Linked DNA regions of Mus musculus: region 1 is linked to region 2. Evidence: chromatin contacts called from public HiChIP or PLAC-seq data. All regions are on one chromosome and are shown on one strand. Each heading gives the region's core, a stretch centred on a gene start, on an enhancer-like site or on the middle of the called end of the contact. The rest is flanking DNA. Distances are from core to core; before and after follow the strand shown. Region 1 holds the start of 5330411J11Rik (RIKEN cDNA 5330411J11 gene). Region 2 holds the start of Dapl1 (death associated protein-like 1).

Evidence for each region. HiChIP or PLAC-seq counts read pairs in DNA pulled down with a chosen protein or histone mark.
Region 1: a contact with region 2 is called in an H3K27ac HiChIP or PLAC-seq map of embryonic stem cells, with 5 read pairs. The contact joins the promoter of 5330411J11Rik here to the promoter of Dapl1 in region 2. A contact is called at or near these places in 1 of 115 datasets of contacts at active chromatin or transcription factors (embryonic stem cells) and 1 of 9 other capture datasets (adipose tissue).

The regions. Positions count from the first base shown.
Region 1 is chr2:59,385,338-59,388,037 of GRCm38.p6, forward strand. 5330411J11Rik (RIKEN cDNA 5330411J11 gene) reads right to left here and starts at 1,345. Exons shown (of 3, transcript NR_040510.1): 1 at 1,287-1,345.
Region 2 is chr2:59,483,348-59,486,177 of GRCm38.p6, forward strand. It overlaps Dapl1 (death associated protein-like 1), which reads left to right and starts at 1,306. Exons shown (of 4, transcript NM_029723.3): 1 at 1,306-1,419. The coding sequence starts at 1,362.

The sequences.
Region 1 (2,700 bases), core at 95-2,594, 98 kb before region 2:
AAATCAATACCTGCTTCTCTCCTTTCCACAGCGTGGGGGATGGTCCCCAGGACCTCCTGCCACAGGCTAGGAAAGTGCCCCTCCCCCCCCCTGCTGATTTTACCTTTTGTTCCTATGGAAACCCATTGCCAGATCTGGAATATCTACAAGTATGACATGATTTCATTTCAGGATCTCTCACTAATTATAAAAATCCTAATACCTTACACAAATACAACAAAATAGTTACAAAGAAAAGAAAACCTTATACCAAAACCAAACAAACCAAAAATCCCTCTGAAGTTATGTGTGAATTTTCAGCCCACCACACCCTAGGAAGGAATGGCCTCTGGGCTAGGAGTGGTGACAATGGATGTTTTGAAATACAAAACCTACTGTCTATTCTGTCCATTCCTGACCCCTAAGTCCCCAAAGCATCTCTTCAGGGAAGCAAGAGCAACAGAGGTGAGCCCTACCCTTCCAGCTCTCTGTTGGTGAGTTTAGATTCCAGACGGTTTGACCTTCTCTCCCAAGTTTCTCCTATACAGTCCCTTTCCCCTCAGAAAGTACTCGAATGAAACTAGAATATCAGGGTCTGCCAGAGTCCATGGTGCCTGAGGCAGGATTTTTAGAGGCAGTATTCTGTTGTTTTCTTGGTGGTGATGTTTTCTTTTCTTGGTGGCCATTATTCTGAGGTGTGCTCTTGTTATATAGCCAAGCCTGGCCTCAAACTTGCCACCCTCCTGCCTCCTCTGTGTTAAGATTACAGCTATGAGGCCCCCATGATGACCTCGGTGGTAGCTGTAATTCAGATCAAGGCCACCAACTCACGTAGACCTCCCACTGAAAGGTAAACACCGTATTTCCATCCCTTGAACCTGGGTGAGCTTGTAGGACCTCTGTCAAAAGGAGAAGTCACATGGTCACAAATGGCTTTCTGCTCAGTTCACAGGGGCATGGTGGCAGGAGCTCACACAGTCTGAGGTCATCATGTCAGAGAGACCAAGGGAAGGACCATTGAGAGCACGGGAAGGGAGAAATGACCACAAGCCTCTTACCCTTCGTTCAAGCAATCGCAACCCAAAGCTCAAAATGTGTGCATGGAGAAACCTTCAGTTAACTTCACCTTTAGCCTCCAAGCCTTCTAGTTTGTGGCTCGGACATCACGGAGCAGGGACCAGGCATACCTAACATGACCTACTTAATCCTTGGCTGGTAGGGATCAGAAGAGGTTTTGCAGCACAGCTTGTGCGGTGGCTTGTCAGACAATAAAGAATTGAACCTGGGAAGGAGAAAGGATGTCTCACCGTATAATTCCTTGTTCCTTTTCCCCCTGTCTCTCTTTGGATCTCCATGTTAGAAAAACAGCCCCATAGGAGGGAAAGAAACTAGATGCTAGCAGCTTTAATTAATCCTCTGCCTTGCCGCAGTTTCTTGCATCATTTATATGCCTTTGCCCAAGGAAGTGGCTGATGTTCTCCCTAATTTAGGGATAAGGAAACCTTGACTTATAAGATTTGACAACGCCAGCCAGGAAGCCACCTGGGTATGAAGCTCTGCCTTACCCCTCGCCTCTATGTTGTTCCTGAGCACAGTGTATTCAGAGTTAGCACCTAGATTATCTTTGTCTAAATTAAATTTTCTGCAAGACTGTGTTCTTAGGGAAACCAAATTAAAGTACCGTTGAAAGAGCCACGGCAACTCAGGAGGATTAAGCATGTCAAAACATCCCTAGGCATGTTTCCCCCAAGATGGCACAGGCTGTTCATTTGCTTCTCTTGCGAGATTGTCTTGCTTTGAAGCTCACGGCAAATATCTTCCCCGACAGTGAAAGAGTGTGCAAGGGACTGGAGCCTGTTCCCAAGTCTATCCCCCGTGGAAAACAGAATGGCAGCAAGTTTCCTGGGGGTGGGGGTGGGGGTGGGGGTGGGGGTGGGAAAGAGCCTAGTGGCTTCAGGCTCTACAAAGTCTTCCTACCCTTTCAAGAGGTTTTCTCTTCAGAACCCCTGGTGGCAGCTGTCCAGAGGAAGAATCCAAGTCGCTTGGGTTGTTTGTTTGTTTGGTTGGTTGGTTTTGGTTTTGGTTTTGGTTTTTCGAGACAAGGTTGCCCTGGCTGACCTGGAACTCACTCTGTAGACCAGGCTGGCCTCGCACTCAGAAATCCACCTGCCTCTGCCTCCCGAGTGCTGGGATTAGAGGCGTGTGCCACCACCGCCCCGCCCACTTGTTTGTCACGTGGCCCGTGAAACAGAGACCTAAAGAAACAGCAAGACCATATCCATCACGAACAGCCCTTTGGACCTCTGATGACCCCAACAGTCAACTCCAGCTCTGCCAAGGGAGAAAGGCGATATCTAACAGGGTGATCTTTCCCTAGGTTCTGACCCACCAAAGTGTGTGGGGAGGCAGGTTACTGAGAAGCGCTTGGGAAGGTCAAGCCCAGAGGCATTGGCTCAGAAAGAGGTTAAGAGTAACCATATCTCCTATCTCCCCGCCCCCTGCCCATCTATCTCATTAGACAGTTCATGTCTTTTCTACCTAGTGCTTTGTGTCTAGCTTTCTAACCAAACATTACAAGGCAGACTAAGAGCAAAAAGCCCAGCTAAAGAAGACCAAGGAAGCAGCTGAGCCTAGCTCATTGAGTCAGACCAGGAATCTAAAGGGACTCTGACTGACATAGTAAAGCTCCTGACGAGGAAGCTAGCTGGCACATAGTAGGTG
Region 2 (2,830 bases), core at 56-2,555:
TGTCTACTCTGCATTTAATGGGCTCTGGGGTTGTGTTTAACTTCTTTCACTCTTGAAGAGAAGTACTCTAGACATCTGTACACAGGGTTCTGTGTATAAAAGTTTTTATTTCTCTTAGAATTCCCTGCAATTTGATTATTGGTTGCACAATATGTGCTAAGTATGTTGAATTGACTTCTAACATTTTACTTTTTTTGTATTCTCATAACCATGTATAAAAGCTCCTATTGCTCTAACATCATCATTAACATTTAGGGGTTTTGTTTGTTTGTTTTGTTTTGTTTGTTTTTGAGACAGGGTCTCTCTACATAGGCCAGACTGGCCTCGAACTCACAGAGATCCACCTGCCTCTGCCTCCCAAGTGCTGGGATTAAAGGCATATACTGTCACGCCTAGTCGAAGGGCAGTTTTTGATGGAAGAACAGTTTGTCCAAGTACTGTCTGCTAAATGTTGGCCCTGGAGGTACAGCAATATGCTTTAACTCATACGTTCTTAGCAAAAAGTTGCATCTATTGGTTACCATTTCACTATATTACCACCGATATTTCTGCATCAATGAGTATTAGTTGAAACATGATTTGGAATATGCACTACACAGCATTCTCTTGATCACATCTTAATTTAGCTAAGCCTCTGCTTGGTGAATATTTATAGTAGATGTGATGACAGGTACATATAATTCTAACTCTGAGGAGGTGGAGACAAAAAGACTAAGTTTGGGGCTGGCTTGAGAAACTTAACAGGACCCTGTCTCGAAATGAAGTCAAAAGGACTGGAAAGGTGGCTCAGTTCTTAAGAGCCCTGTTTTAAAACAAATAAAACAATATAAGAAAGAAAAGAAATACATAATTACTATACTTGCACAGAAGTCTCTGTCCACACCTGCAATTCTTTTCTTAGCATGAGTGCTCAACACTGGGAAGCCCTTAGAAAGGAAAGGTGCTCACTTGTATTGTCTCTTAGAAAGACTATAGATGTCTTAAAGCAAAGACTCTGTCTTGTCCATTGTGACACCCCTGGACGTGACAAGGACCTCACACTGGAACACTGCTCTTACCAGAGAGAAGAATCGTTGACGTTAAGAAAGAATTCATCCAGACTGGATCTTCTCTACACTCTCCTCAGACCTCACTCTGTCCTGTAAACATCTACCTGGCTTTCCCAGGCTAACGAAAGAAGAGAAGGCTTGCCAAAGAGACTCAGGTTCCAGGGCAGCTTAATGATGAGCCTGGTTGTTGCTCAGCAATGCCCTCAAGGGGCCCCGCCCCCTGAAGCTATAAAGCCTTAGTGAGGTGAGATGAGCCAGTTACAACTGGCACTCAGCCTCAGAGCATCGGCAAGGCACTGGCACACAGGCACTATGGCAAACGAAGTACAAGTTCTGCCGTCCCCGCTGAAAGGGCGGTATGCCCCAGCAGGTAGGTTCCCCCACCTGACCTCGCTCCCACCGAAAAAGGCTTCCACACTCCATCTGAGAGGCATCCATCCTCCCAGAAGTAGTGTTGCTTTAACTTCCAGCAGCCCGAGCTCCTCCATGGTTGTAGATTAGTTGTGACCCCTCACCTAGGGGTTACCACCTTGGGGAGCCCTACCTTTCTCCAAGATGCCCATGGTTAGCTGACCTCATACTGACTTCCATGAAGAGAACAGCAGTACCCCGTTTCTGCTTCTTGAGTCTTTGGGCTTGGGCAATGCTCTCAACCCATAAACTGAGGAGCAGGTTTTAATAAGCACCCATTGTCTGCAGGGGCTCTAACAACTAGAGAGCCTTCCTTTTTTTTTTTTTTAAATCCATGCTATTGACGTCAACTCTGTGGACTCTAGAAAGTGGTTCTCCTGCAACTAAGCCTATGTTTACATAGCTTGACTAGCATGAACAGGCCTACTTTTAGTCAGTTTTACATTCTTCCAACTGCTATCCCTCTCCCCTGGCATCTCAAAAGCCTGGCTGCTTTGTCCTTGCCTGTCTCCATTTACAAATCCAGTTATTTGTATAATTCTTTGTCAGGTCTAAGAGGAGGCGGAGGCCTCTTAGCTGCTGGCAGGTAGGACAGGCACAGGCTTTGCAAAGGGCAAGGATCTGATACAGACCCAGAGCTTTCTAGAAGGCAGCCCAGTAGAATCAGAGTCTTCCGGCTCGTTCTACACACCATGGCCGGTCTGCTTTGCCAGTCTACGGACATTCCACACTTGTAGTTGGATTCAGCAGTTTTTAATGTTAAAATTTTAAAGGTTTTGATGCAAACGAGTCTGGGAGCGAACGGGCACGTTGTTGGAAGAGGAACTCATATATTGCATGGATAAAAAGAAATGCCACCACTCTCTTCTGCTGCCTCCACTCCCATCCAACTAAAAAATCCGATTTGCTACAGTACATTCATGCACAAAGTTAAACTTAAATGAGAGTTTGAATGATACCACCGGGGAACTTCCTGTCCCTGTCACTAATGATTGCTAATTGCTCTGTGTACAGAGCGCACCATGACTCTATCAAGCATGTCACAGTGCCTCTGGCATGACAATGAATTGTTATGAACTGTGACACTGCAGATAAGGGCTTTGGGATAATTGGGATGGAGATGAAGGCAGGCTTGCTCTCCCACTGAGCTCCAGAGAACAAAGAGGTTTCATCCTTCAGCTCGTCTTCCCCCAACCACCATCACCTTTTTTTTTTTTTTAATTTAAAGTCTGAACCAGTTTTCAATGATGCAAAGTTTTATTTATGGAACAAAACTAATAAGATGCCAAAAATTCTATTAAGTCTTCACCTGATATTTAGAAGCAAAATACAGATGTCTGACAGCAGGAAGCTAACGCCATATGGCGGGA